3 separate regions of the Sus scrofa genome follow, and regions 2 and 3 are each linked to region 1. The links are chromatin contacts, called in public HiChIP or PLAC-seq maps. All regions are on one chromosome and are shown on one strand. The core of a region is the stretch at or near the end of the contact, and the rest is flanking DNA. Distances in the headings are between cores, read along the strand shown. Region 1 holds the start of EIF4G3 (eukaryotic translation initiation factor 4 gamma 3). Region 2 overlaps EIF4G3 (eukaryotic translation initiation factor 4 gamma 3). Region 3 overlaps EIF4G3 (eukaryotic translation initiation factor 4 gamma 3).

Evidence for each region. HiChIP or PLAC-seq counts read pairs in DNA pulled down with a chosen protein or histone mark.
Region 2: a contact with region 1 is called in an H3K27ac HiChIP or PLAC-seq map of alveolar macrophages. The contact joins the enhancer-like site here to the promoter of EIF4G3 in region 1. A contact is called at or near these places in 2 of 5 promoter capture datasets (fetal skeletal muscle and liver), 12 of 47 Hi-C or Micro-C datasets (alveolar macrophages, blood, embryonic fibroblasts and 5 more) and 2 of 2 datasets of contacts at active chromatin or transcription factors (alveolar macrophages and skeletal muscle).
Region 3: an H3K27ac HiChIP or PLAC-seq map of skeletal muscle shows a contact between it and region 1, with 2.4 times the contacts expected there. The contact joins the enhancer-like site here to the promoter of EIF4G3 in region 1. A contact is called at or near these places in 2 of 5 promoter capture datasets (fetal liver and liver), 14 of 47 Hi-C or Micro-C datasets (alveolar macrophages, blood, embryonic fibroblasts and 5 more) and 2 of 2 datasets of contacts at active chromatin or transcription factors (alveolar macrophages and skeletal muscle).

Annotation. Positions count from the first base shown.
Region 1 is chr6:79,379,513-79,384,165 of Sscrofa11.1, reverse strand. EIF4G3 (eukaryotic translation initiation factor 4 gamma 3) reads left to right here and starts at 2,104. Exons shown (of 34, transcript XM_021097671.1): 1 at 2,104-2,308; 2 at 2,658-2,829.
Region 2 is chr6:79,216,644-79,221,296 of Sscrofa11.1, reverse strand. The region is part of intron 4 of EIF4G3 (eukaryotic translation initiation factor 4 gamma 3); the gene reads left to right. Among named protein-coding and RNA genes, the nearest start is that of EIF4G3, 160 kb to the left of the region's middle. Within about 2 kb of position 2,641, at least 23 of the 83 cell types and tissues checked have an H3K27ac peak or open chromatin away from gene starts, as enhancers often do. A contact at or near this core is called in alveolar macrophages, mesenteric adipose tissue and skeletal muscle, where this site is marked.
Region 3 is chr6:79,235,817-79,240,469 of Sscrofa11.1, reverse strand. All of the region lies in intron 4 of EIF4G3 (eukaryotic translation initiation factor 4 gamma 3), which reads left to right. Among named protein-coding and RNA genes, the nearest start is that of EIF4G3, 140 kb to the left of the region's middle. Within about 2 kb of position 2,794, at least 23 of the 83 cell types and tissues checked have an H3K27ac peak or open chromatin away from gene starts, as enhancers often do. A contact at or near this core is called in alveolar macrophages and skeletal muscle, where this site is marked.

The DNA.
Region 1 (4,653 bases), core at 855-3,354:
TGGCTACTATGGAGAAGATGCCCTGTAGAAGGCAATGTGGCAGATCAGAACTGAGTCAGATACCCGGGTTTGAATGACTGTTTTCACTTGAAAGTTATACAAGTTCCGTCTTCACATCTTTGAGCCTGGGTTTCTTTATTTGTAAATGGAATATCATAACCTTGAAGCGTTGCTGAGGTGAATGAGTTAATCTAAGCATAATACTTCACAGAGTTGTACCCTGGCACCCAGTAGGTGTTCAATAACACATAGCCACTCTGTGTTAGTTGGGATGTGTTGAACAGGACTAGGCTTTTGGATGAAAGGAGAGCACTCTACTATTTGACTTTGCTCCCTATAAGCCTTCCGAATGGATTGCCTGGGGCCAGAATCTTATCAGGGACTTTTACATCATTTTGCCCAAGGTCTATCCGTTTTAAGAGAGATAATGCTCATAAAGTGCTTAGCAAAGACCAGACACACAGTAATCGCCTGATGCTTGCAGCTATTAAGTGAGAAAATGAAACTAGCTCAGAAAAGAATAACAATTAAGCAATTATCAGTCTGTTATCACCCTAGTGTAAGAGGGAAGCCAAATTCTTTCCTGGGAACAGGTTTCCATTGACCTGAGGACGTCTGAGATCTGGAGAATGGCAGGAGAATCTGGGGATGGCAGGACCACTTGAGAATTTTTCTTGGAGTCAGTCATGTCTAGAAAAGAGAAGAGAATCTGATCCCAGGTAACCAGCTGTCACAGATCCAAATGGTTCAGTATTCTGGGTGATGAAGTAGTTCCTGCCTTCTGTCTGGAGATGGGGAATGATGCTTTCTTTTCAACACTAGGAACCCTCACCAGAAAGACACAGACTCATCTTCCAGATAGATGCTTTTTCCGAGAAGGAGCTTTTGGGGTTCCCAGGGACTATTAAGAATTAAGCACCTACTATGTTTAGAGCTTTATGTGAATTGAAAGAAAAAAAAATGGCAGTGTGAAGCAGTATAGCAGGAGGCAGAACCCACTCTGTAGTTGTCTCTGCCAACTACACTCTCCATGTGACCTTGGGAAAGTTTTTCCTTCCTCTTGAGCCTCAATTTTCTCAGCTCCTTGTGTCGTGTGATAGTATGAGCATCTCAGTCTCTTCATTTGTAAAATGATTACTACCTACTTCACAGGACTGCATGATAATGAATATGTGTCTGGTAACCATTATTACCTGGCTTGCTCCCTGATCTCTCTGTAATTCCTTTCTACTCAGTGTCCCTGTGCTTGGACAAGACCCCAGTTGGGGGAGGAGTGTTGCAGAGGGGGTGGGATGGTTTTGGTCGGTCCTGCTGGTGAGAAAAGGAGTTTATCAACAAGTAGGACCCAGGGAGCCGACCACTGGTCCCCGGTCAAAGGGCGCTCCTGTCTTGGGGCAGGCCTTGGAAGAATCCGTCCACAGAATCCTAAGTTAAGGTTGCTGACTAGATAAGGCAGGGCAGATCAGGTCCCCAGGCAACTTGGGAGGTGGCAAGATTCCTTCAGATGAAGGTGGATGTGAGATCCAGGTTGGCTCTGCCCTTTCCTGGCTGGGTGACCTTGGGCCGGTCACTTTTCCTCTCCCAGCCTCAGGGTGCTCTGGAAATGGGGCTCCTCATCCCACTCGCCTCTCTGAGGGGACAAGGGCGAAATGTCGACACAATGGACGGGATCAGCGTTAAGGGCCAGCGAGTGCTATTAGTTATGCTAATAGGTGCACGCGGCAGGTTCCTATCCAGCGGTTCCACTCTGGTTAAGCGGTTGCTCCCACCGTAACTGAGGTTTCTCGCCTCACCGCCTCCCGCCTCGGCGGACAGGGCTCTGCGGACCGCAGGCTCGAGGGCCTTTACCATTGTTCTCCGAGGTGGGCGGCAGGGGAGGGCTCTCGCAGACCAGACCTCGCCTTTGGTCTCTCCCTCCGCCCCGCACCCCGGCTGCAGCGAGCCTGGGAAGCCCCCTTGCCGATCTTTCCCGAGGAAGCGAGCCAGTTCCAGAGAGCGCCCGAACGGCGGCCGAAGACGCCCCCGAGCATTTCCGAAGAATCCCGACCGCTCCCAGTCTCCGGAAAGAGCCGAAGGGGCTTCCCACCCTCGGCCTCCCGAACCATTCCGAAAAGGCCCGAAGTTTTCCGAGCGGCCGTCCTGCCGGACTGCTGGAGGCGGCCGCAGCGCCATGTTGGATGCTCTGCTCGTTGAGTGAAGAAAATCCGCCGGCATCGCCTGAGCCCCGCTACCGAGAAGGGCGCCGCTTCCCCCGGGGAGGGGGATAAAGACCCCCCGCCGCCGGCCCATGAGGATATTGCCGTGAAAGGTCCGGTCTCTCCGCCTCCTGCCCCCGCCGGGTCCGGCCCCCCCCCGGGGTCGCGTTGTCACGGAGACCGGCAGCCGGTGGTGCTGGCCCGCGGGGCGGCTGCTGCTGCCGGCGGCGGCGGCGGCGGCGGCGGCGGCGGCGGCGGGCGTGTGTGACCGGCCCCGGCCCCCTCCTCCTCCTCCTCCCAGCCTCCCCCCGGCCCCCGCTCCCGCCGCCTCCCCGGGTCTGCCCCCATCCCGCCCCCCCGCTGCCCCCGGCCCCTGCACCCCGGCGCGCCCGGTCCCGCTCTGGGGGGGTTGGTGGCTTCGCTTTGCCATGAGTTTACCGCAGAAACCGGCTCTGAAATCAGGCTCAGCGGCTGCAGCAGGAACCGGACCCGGCACCGGAGCGGCGGCGGCGGCGGCGGCAGCAGCGGTACCGCCTCCTCACCCGGCGGCAGCAGCGGCGGCGGCGGCGGCGGCGGCGGCAGCGGCCCCTCCTCACCCGAACATCAGGGCCCTCCAGACCCAGGCGCCCCAACAGTATCCTTTTCACCTTCCTGCCGGCCGTTCGGCTCTCTTCGTCGCAGACCAGGGGGGCTGAGGCCCCTCCGGGAACCCTCCTGCCGGCAGCCACAGCCCAGCCGGGGAAGGGACTATTCCTTCAGCCCACGCACCCGGCTTGGCCGGAGCTTTTGGGGTGACCCGGCAGCAGCACTGCGGGGGACCCCGGGACCCTCTGCACTACTGTGAAAACTAGCTCCGTCGGCCTTGCTTCCGCAGCCCTTCCCTTTTGGAGCTGGGGACCCTTCCCCCTTCTCGCCTCTCCTCCCCACCCCCCCCCCCTTTATTAGGCCGAATTTGCTGGTGCCCGGGACCAGCCCTGCAGGGAAGGCTTTTCTCTGATTGTTGTGAGGGCTACACCCTCCTCCTCATCTCCCTTCAGCTCTCCCTGCAGCGGGGCATAGTGGGCTTCCCTAAATATTATTAATACCTAAGAAACTTTATTGGTAATTTTACTGTTTGAAACTAAACTCAGCTGGTTCCGGAGGTAAGTTGGATTTTAAATCTATGGCGAAATTTTGCGGAAAGCACTCCCTCTGGCTAATGTTTTTTAGCGATTGGGAGAGTTGTGATGTGGTTTGTGGTGGAACGCGATCTGAGGAGGAAATGTTACACCGGACGCTTCCCTGTCTTTGACCTTTTTTAAAGGAAGAGGAAGTTAACTGACATTACCCATCACCCCCAAAAGTCTCACTTCTTGGAAGGCTCGTGTTATGCTGATTGTTTTTAAAGGGCTTTAATTTACTCTTCATAGGCCTCATGTCTGGAGGGTGCCAGGGCTCCTGGAGGAAAGTCTAGTATTGAATGTGTCTAATTTCATGTTATTTGCTCGATTGTAGAATTTTTGGACAGCTTTGATTGGAAAGACTTGGTGACGAGGTATTTTAGTTAAAAACCAGCGGGTGAAGGTAAAACGTTGAGTTCATGAATTCCACGGAGATTTAGAGAGGTATTATTACCTACCTGAGAATAACATTTCATCATGCACCCCTCCCCCCCAATCCGTTGTATTTGTGTAAATCAATAAATAATCATTGGATGGTAGATGTGTTGTGTTTTTGTGTTCGTGTCATTGTGTGTTTGACTTTTAGAGTAGGGTGTTTGAGCAAATAAGCAAATGCGAAACTAACTGCTGTGAGGTCCACAGATTATTTCACGGTCTGTAGTTTGATTCTTGTCTGTATCCATTACTTTGAGAAGGGAAAGGTATCTCCCTTCTAAAGTCATTTCAGGTCATTGTTTTGGTTTCTTTCAAGTGTCATTTTCTCTTTTCTTTGAATGTTGTTATCCACATTTTTTTCAATCCAAGCAGTGTGGCGCAGAGTAAGATAAATTCCATTCCAGTGTGATGTGTGTACTGATTTCATAATGTTAACTGCATGATTCTGTTCAATTAAGAATTGTTCACCGGTGAGAATGGTTAGTGATATCTTAGTGTGCGTTGCCCATGGAAAATCTAGTTAGCTTTGATCAGTATCCCTAGAGGCTTTAACTGTTGGGGGAAAAGTTTGGCTGATAAGCCTACTTCAAGGTGAAGTTCAGTGCTGCATCTCTGAAATGTATCTTTACTTAATGGTTTGTGAGTTAAATTCCTTTCTTATTTTATTTTATTTTGTTTTATTTTTTTTGGGTCTTGATTGCCCAAACTTGGTTAGGGCTGTAAGTTTCTATGCTGTGCCACCAAGTAAGTTATTCATTACCTGCATCTTGGAGCTGTTTTGGAAATTCAAACAAATGAAATGAGGACCATACTATGTCTTCTTGAATATAAGGTGATGAGGACCAAAGTGCTGAATATGACAG
Region 2 (4,653 bases), core at 1,392-3,891, 160 kb after region 1:
ATGCATTGGAAACCAATCTGACTAGGAACCATGAGGTTGCAGGTTTGATCCTTGGCCTCACTCAGTGGGTTAAGGATCTGGCGTTGCTGTGAGCTGTGGCGTAGATTGCAGATGTGGCTTGGATCCTGTGTTGCTGTGGCTGTGGCATAGGCCGGTAGCTGTAGCTCCAATTTGACCCCTAGCCTGGGAACCACCATATGCCGAGGGCGGGGCCCTAGAAAAGACAAAACAAAAACAAAAACAAAGGAATTTATGGTTTCTTAGTACAGCTAGACCAAGCTATATAACAGTTATTTGGTGATTCTATTAATCATCATTAACTGACCTCCAGCTATGTCCTGCACTATACTTTTATTTGCACCATGTTGGCTTCCAATAGCCTGACGGGCTATTTATATTTACCCTATACAGCTCCTGAATTTATTTATTGTATTATTTCTGCTTTTCTTTTTTTAATCCTCCTACTTACTTTTTTGGAAGCACCTACAGTTGTAGTAATTATCATGAAATATATAATCATGTAGAAGAGCATATTAAAACATGTTCAATTTGAAAGAACAATAAATAAAATAACTGACCACCACTCACTTTAAAAAGTAAGTTATCCCAGTGTCTTTGAAGCCCTCATGTGCTTTTCCTTTAACCCACCACTCTACTCTGTCTCTGCAGGTAGCCATTATCCTGAGTTTTGTGTTTGTCACTATTTTGGTTCATGGCTTGTGTTTGTTTCCCTCTACTTTCACTGATAGCAGCAGAATGAGGTTCACATTCTGAATTTGCTGTTAAATATGTGACCTTGGGCAAGTTGCTTTATTTCCTCTGAACATGTTTTCTCATTTTAAAAATGATTTACTTCATAGAGGTTTTATGTAATTAAAGTAGATATGTGCCTGGCAGTGAACAGACCCTCAGTAAAGAGCGTTTGCATCCCACCCTTCAGAAAGTACATCTTACTAATTTAAAGATTTCATTTTCATTTGTGTATCTCAAGAATGTTTGTTTGAAATAATTTTTTGTTATTTGGCCCTATACCCTAGGCAGTCTCATCTACTCTCGCAGCAAGAAGTTAGTTTTATGCTGTTGAGTCTTGGATCACAACTCAGTTCTATACAAGTCTAATTGCTCTGTATACTTTTATGCCTGGAGTTGTCTTTAATAGTTAAAACTGAACATAATACAATTGAATTTATCATTTTTTCATCCAAAGCAGAGAAAACAACTAATGCAAAGACATTAAGAGAAAATAAACTTACGTTTGAGAGAAATAAAGTAAGGAGGGTAATGGAATATGAGATTAGTTGTGAGAGGTGGCCTATAGCCCAATCATTTTGGACCCTTTATACATCCTGAGCCACCTAATCCTCTAACCTTGGTGCATCAGCTTCCTTACCACTTATATCTAGTTACTTTGAAAGTCCTGCTATTTTTGGATACTACTTATCTCTGAAATATGCCTCCTTTGTCTAGATTCATTATGGTAAACCAGATTCATTATGGTACTAAGCTCCCTAGCTAATATCCCTGACACAGATCCTTTTCTCCAGGACTCCATATTAATGTAATAATCCATTTCATTAAACAGATCCAATGATATTGCTGCCCTGTTCATCATATCCTGGGGTTCCTTTTAAGACAAAGTTGTTACTTGTCTTGACACATCGTTTTCGTTCAGCCCAAATCTGATTCTATAGCCGTGCTCTGATTCACCCACCTCTTAACTTTGGCATCACTGACCTTTTTCCAAGTTCTGCAGAGTTTTGCAGCTTTTCCATTTTCCAGGTCTTTGTGTTTCTTTGATACTCTTTGTTTTGCTTACATGTGGTGCTCCTCTGTTCATATGGCCACTGCCCTGTTCTCTATCCATCACTTGTTGAACTGTTACCTGTGGAGGCTGTCTTGGAAATCTTCTCCTAAGAAGAATTAATCAGTTTTTGTTTGGTTCTTGACATATTAATCACACTGCCTAAAGCACTTTCTATATTCTTTCGCAGTCTAGTTAGGTAAATTGTAAATTCCTTGAGCTCAGGAACCATGGCTTTTTCAACTTTTTTCGGGACTTTTGTTTATACTTGGAAAAAAAGTCATTGAGTTGCTACATTTTCAACAGTGTATTGTGTGAGGGTTTATTTTATTCTAAAAAGGTTTTTGTGTTTAATGTTTTCCATTGCTGACACTAATTAGCATCCTCAAAGGAAAGAAAATATAAAGCAATTTTGCTTTGAGGCTTTGTTATTTGTAGTTTAAGTCAAGAACATAGACCATGTCTTTCAGGGATACTTCAGAAAGAAAACCTAGGGAATGTATTATTGTTCATGTCTTAAAAAAATCATAACCTATGTGGACAGAGCAGTGCTTAAATACCTCTATTTCAACCAGAGAGAAATGTTTTTCTCCGGAGAAGACTGGCCTAATTGAGATGAAGTTTGCTAGCTTAATTAGCCTCCTGTTTTTGCCTCTCTGCGGTTTTGCATTGTCAGGAACACTTGGTGTGTTAGTTGGGGTGGGGGTAGAACTAAAGTGAACTTCATCATAAGCTGGTTTCTGTTATTGGAGGGAAAGTTTTGGGGAATTGTAATGTGGGAATGGGAGAAGAAGCCAAGTGTTGTGATGAGACAGAAATTTCCACTGAGCTACTGGGAGCAGGAAGACTATTGGTGGGTGACTCAGCTGTTTGCTAACCCTGTCTCATGTGATAGAGTATGCATGATGTCTGTTTATTATCAGCAAAGTGCTAGAAGAGTCATCTTACATAGCAGTCATAATGTTTATTTAGCTAGGTCAGTGATGATCTAAAAATAATTTGTAGGGGATTTTAATTTTCTTACTACATTTAGCATCCTAAGATAGAAAATTCATAATGAAAGGGCTTTTCCTTATAAGTAACTTTGAAAATATAGTTGGCCAATACTCTTTTCCTTCTTTCAATGTAAAGATGAAAGTTTTGTTCTTTAAACGAAATGTTAGGAAAAGAAGATAGCCTTTTAATTACCCAGAAAATAATTCTGCACAATTACACTTTAGCTTGTATTCTGGACAAATACTCATTTTGAGTGCTTCAGGGCCATCATTGAAGTATTTATGTAGTAAATTTTTACATAGGGAATTCCCCCCCCTTTTTTGTGAAATTAAAGCAAATGCTTTTTTGAAATAAAAACATTAGTTTTGTATATTTGCTGGACTTTATGTTAAGATTAAGTTATTATAGTAATAGTTTTACCCTGATTTTCTTGATTTACCCACCTTGTACTCAGGGTTTGCACCACTCTGTACCGTAATTGAGTCTTTCAGTGTGTCAAAATGTGATTATTATTACCCCATGTACCTATTTATATGCTTGGCTCTGAAAGAGAAAGCACTTGGAAGCCTGAGTATATCTAATAATCGTAATCTGCTCATCTATCTGGGAGGTAGTGAGTCACTATGATTTATTCTTTTCGGCACTTGATTGTTGCTCTTCAAGGTACAGCATGTGCACCCTATAAACTTGAGTCTGAGAGTGTTTGGAAAGGGAAAATGGATTTATTAAGAAGAAATAACTGCCAGCATTCTAGATACAGTAATGTTTAAGTAGTAATATTTGCTTAGTCTAGTAGTCTGTAGAATTGCATTACTTACAGTGCTTAATATTATATATAAAATGGGAATATATACCTTTGTATGATGGATGAAAAAAATGACTTGTACATTAAACAATTATTGCATTGTTTTCTTTTTTATTTTATTTTTAATTTTTTTTACTTTTTTAATTACTCAAATGAATTTATCACATTTGTAGTTGTATAATGATCATAACAATCTGATTCGCAGGATTTCCATCCCACAGCCCAAGCACATCCCCCCACCCTCCAAACTGTCTCCTCCAGAAACCATAAGTTTTTCAATGTCTATGAGTCAGCATCTGTTCTGCAAAGAAGTTCCGTCTGTCCTTTTTTCAGCTTCCACTTGTCAGTGAAAGCATTTGATGTTGGTGTCTCATTGTATGACTGACTTCACTTAGCATGATAATTTCTAGGTCCATCCATGTTGCTAAGAATGCCGGTATTTTGTTCTTTTTAATGGCTGAGTAATATTCCATTGTGTGTATGTACCACATCTTCTGGATCCACTCCTCCGTCAGTGGACATTTAGGTTGTTTCCCTGTCTTGGCTGTTGCAAATAGTGCTGCAGTGAACATCATAGTACATGTGTCTTTGCAAGTCGTGGTTTTCTCTGGATAGATGCCCAGAGTGGGATTGCTGGATCAAATGGTAGTTCTATTTTTAGTTTTCTGAGGAATCTCCACACTGCTTTCCACAGTGGTTGCACCAATTTACAATCCCACCAACAGTGTAGTAGTGTTCCTTTTTCTCCACACCCTCTCCAGCGCTTATTGTTGGTAGAATTTTTGATGATGGCCATTCTGGCTGGTGTAAGGTGGTACCTCAGAGTGGTTGTGATTCTAATAATGTATTGCATTGTTTTAATTTGTGCTTTGAAAGGTATTATGCCAACATTAGTCTGTTTATGTTTTTACTTTGAGTATTTATTGGGATTTCTATTTTAGCATCTTTTTAGTTGGTGCAGTCATTAAGAATTTAATGTACCTAGAATGGAATATTAATTACACACCTTCTAATTCACTTTGTGTAAATAGGACCTGACTTGAACACCATA
Region 3 (4,653 bases), core at 1,545-4,044, 140 kb after region 1:
CTAATGAAAAAAGCAGGTGTGAGCAGCCTTTAGAAGTCAACATAGAATTGAAGGCAAAAAACTGTACGGGAGAGAAATAATTCCTACAGTATAAAAATTTAATTTTCAAAATATATAACATTATAAATTCTTATTTACTTAATTGGTTTAGAATGTATTTAAGAGTTCCTGCTGCGGTGCAACAGAATCAGTGGCGTATCTGGAGCGCTGGGATGCAGGTTTAATCCCAGGCCAGCACAGTGGGTTAAGGATCCAGTATTGCTGCAGCTGTGGTGTAGGTTGTGACTGTGGCTTGTAGCCGATCCTTGGCCTGGCAAGTCCATGTGCCATGGAGCAGTCAAAAAAGAAAGGGGAAAAAAAGGGTTTACTTAAAGCAAATGTAAAAATTTGATACTGACAAATTCATAATCAGTGTGGGATTTACATCTCAGAAAGATGGACAAATCATTTAGTAATCACATAGATCACAGGGGGACAAACTGTGGCCCAAGGGCCAAATCTGGCCCTTCCCTATTTTTGGTAAGTAAAATTTTACCAGAATATATCCAGACTAATTTATTTATGAATTCTACTTTTTGTGTTGCATTTGCAGAGTTGAGTGATTGTTAGAGACTGTATGTTCTACAAAGCCTGAATAAACTATTTTTGATCAGGACCTTATAGAATAAACTTGGCCAACCCCTGAAATAGATGAGCATACTGTGAAAACCATGGTAAATATTTTGGGTTTTGTGGGCCAGATGGCCTTTTGCATGTTCTTCTTCTTTTTTAACCCTTTAAATATGTAAAACCCTTTTGTAGCTGGCATTACAAAAACATGTGCTCAGAGCCATGTTTGCCAAACCCTTATATAGATAAATGACATAGATTATAAACTTGTTTTTAAATAAATATATATTAGCATAAGAATTGTGAACAAGAAATTTTGTACAACCAAGATAAAGAATAATTGAGGATATCAATGACTTGAGCATCATAATTATCAAACTTTAAAAATAGCAATGCTTTACTGACTCAAGTTAGATAAACCATTAAGGTTATAGATAATTTGAATGAAGTAATAATATATTTGTTTTAATTAATTGTAAATTTCTCATTTAAGACTAGGCTGTTTTTTTCAACTACTCAAAGACCACTTATAAAATTTAATCAAGTTAGACTACAGAGAAAAATGTTAAATTCCAGTCATATTTATATTACTTTCTGAATATACTTCTATAGAATTTAGAGCTTAACAACAATGGAATGGCAATATCTAATTATGTTTAAGCTGAAACTCTACGGAACATAATTATATTGATTGAACATAATTTTGCATTTTTCATAATCTTAAACATAATGTAGGAGTAAGAAAAGAAAAAAATCATTTTATTTGGAAATTTAAAAAATTCGACTTAAAATCAAAATAAAAAACATTATCTTTAGAAATGAATGACAAATAGCATTTGGGATCAGAATTAGTGGGATGTGCATGAAGTGTTACTTAGAGGAAAGCATGTAGCCTTAAAGGCGTATATTAGAAGGTAAGAAAATTTGAAAGGAAGTGCACCAATGATCTGAATGGAAGACTGTTAAATCCTCATTCAGGATTGCAGGTTTTATTTTCATACATATAGGTAGTATATTCTTGTTCTGATTGTAAATACGAGCTGTAAATTGCCATGGTGCTTTATCTCTTTTAATGCCAAGAATAAAGAGCTTTTATGTAGTAATTCATTTCCCTTGTAATATTTCTAGTTTTGAATTGGCCAACTCATATTGGTTGTCATTCAGATTATGTTCCTTTTGAAAACAGCAAACTTGGTGTTGGTGTTCAGAAAATTCATAGGTGTGTGCGTGGGAGATATATGTGTATAAAACATTTGCATGTCCTTAATGTTTAGTGATGCTGAACATCTGTAATGTTCTTATTGACTGTTTGTATATAGTCTTTGGAGAAAAATGCCTGAGTTGTTTGCCTTTTGTTTTTTAATTTTTTGGTCTTTTTAGGGCCATACTCACAGCTTATGGAAGTTCCTAGGCTAGAGATCAAATTGGAGCTGCAGCTGCTGGCCTAAACCACAGCCACAGCAACTCCAGATCCTAGCCACGCCTGCAACCTAGACCATTGATCTCGGCAACACATAATCTTTAACACACTGAGTAAGGCCAGGGATCGAACTCAAGTCTTCATGGATGCTGATCGGGTTTGTTATGGCTGAGCCACAACGGAAACTCCCCCTTTGCCCATTTTTTAAGTGGATTTTTTATTGTTGAGTAGTGGGAGTTCTTTATACATTCTAGATTTCAATTCCATATCAGATATATGATTTTCAGATATTTTCTCTCATCACCCTGTTGATAATGTCCTTTGCACAAAAGTTTTTAATTTTGATGAAGTCTAATTTATCTGTTTTTTTTTCTCATCTGTGCCTTTGATGACATAGCTAAGAAACCGCTGCCAAATCAGCAGTTACTGCTTTACACTAAATGCAGAGTAGACTAACTATTGCATTTCCTTACAGCTTTTAAAATTTTACACACATGTAGATATTCTCCTCTTAGAAAACAGTGTCTGGTTTAGAGAAAAATGCATTGAGTTATCAAGAGGACAGGCACATTTGGAAGGAACACTAGTGTGTGACCAACTACTGCCAATAACAACGCCATTGGCGTGAAAAATATCACTGAAAGTCCAGCTGCCATGCTCAAAGAGACACTGAAAAATTCCAAGGGCTGTGAAGAGTTCAACGAACATATCAGGGTTCACAGTTGGGAGTTAAGAGAAGTTGAATACAGAAGTGATGACTCAGAAGCCAGCTGGCTTATTTACATAACCATTTGGCAACATTTCTGAAGGGAGAGGTAGCAAAAGGACTGGAGGCTGGCCAGCCAGCAAAGAAAGTAAGGATCAGGGCCTGGAAGGCATTATTCTACTGTCTCCTCTTTGAGCCTGAATTCGTCTTTTAACTTGATCAGAGGTGAAATTAAGAAGTATAAAAGGAGGAAAAAACACTTTTGAAGTGCATATTAGAAAAGGGATTACAAAACTTTGTACAATTTATAGAAAATGAAAGGTGTTAAAAACCTAGATGCATACAAAAGGCATCCTTCACCAGATCTTTGTGTACTGTTTAGTCTGAGATACCCCAATAAAGCCTCATGGCATATAGATTTACTGAAGGATGACTACCCCTAATTGGTCGTTGAAAAAGTCTCATTCTAAAAGCTTTTGCTGTAACAAACTCGGGAAAAGTAGATCAAATGCTATAGGAATCAGATGGACAGATTCTTCTTAAAAAAAAAAAAATCAACTTTTAAGCAGACAAAGGACAGTGAGTGGACAAAGATCTTGACTGTGGAAACACATAAAAAAATTTTTTTTTGGCTATGTCCACCATGCGGAACTTCTCAGGCCAGGGATTAAACCTGCACCATGGCAGTGATCAGAGCCACAGTAGTGACAATGCCAGATCCTTAATCTGCTAGGCCACTGGGTAACTACTAGAAATAATTTTAACTAAAAGCTTTCCTTCCTAATATAACTTAAATTGTAACAATATGAACTAGTAGTTATTGTGTACTCCTATTATTAGATTATGTATTTGAGGATGGTATCTTTTTTTTTTTGTCTTTTTGCTATTTCTTTGGGCCACTCCCGCGGCATATGGAGGTTCCCAGGCTAGGGGTTGAATCGGAGCTGTAGCCACTGGCCTACGCCAGAGCCACAGCAACACTGGATCCGAGCCGAGTCTGCAACCTACACCACAGCTCACGGCAACACCGGATCCTTAACCCACTGAGCAAGGGCAGGGACCGAACCCTCAACCTCATGGTTCTTAGTCGGATTCGTTAACCACTGCGCCACGACAGGAACTCCTTGAGGATGGTATCTTAATGGTAGATTACCTTATAGGTAAGAGTTTTCAGAGCATTTCTCAATTACTTCACTGTATTTATTTTATCATAATTACCCTGTAGATAGATATTATTATCTTTATTTTTGAGTATTGGGAAGGTTGAGTGTCAAAGTGAAATGATTTGTTTTAGGTACCATTGGTAAAGTCCAGATCTCCAGGTTCCAATTCTTGATGTTCTTCTTAGCTTTCTCATAATTCACCATGGTACTTTATTTAGGTTCATTGTAGACAAACTAGGCTTTCAGAAATAATTTTGGGACTACACCACTTATCACATTGCTTTATGAAACAGTATGTTGTGATGTTTGAACAATCAACATGAAACAACTTTAGGGGACATAAATTTGCAAAATTGGGCTTTATAAAAATTCAGCCACACATTTAAACTTCTGGTTCTTAAACTTCACATATCTGAATCTGGAATTCAAGAAACTAGTGGGAGTTCCCGTCATGGTGCAGTGGTTAACGAATCCGACTAGGAACCATGAGGTTGCGGGTTCGATCCCTGCCCTTGCTCAGTGGGTTAATGATCCGGCGTTGCCGTGAGCTGTGGTATAGGTTGCAGACGAGGCTCGGATCCCGAGTTGCTGTGGCTCTGGCATAGGCTGGCAGCTACAGCTCCAATTAGACCCCTAGCCTGGGAAACTCCATATGCCGAGGGAGCGGCCCAAGAAATAGCAAAAAGACAAAAAAAAAAAAAAAAAAGAAACTAGTGGAGGGAGGTGGTCATAATGGGAGAGCAGCAGGACCTAGA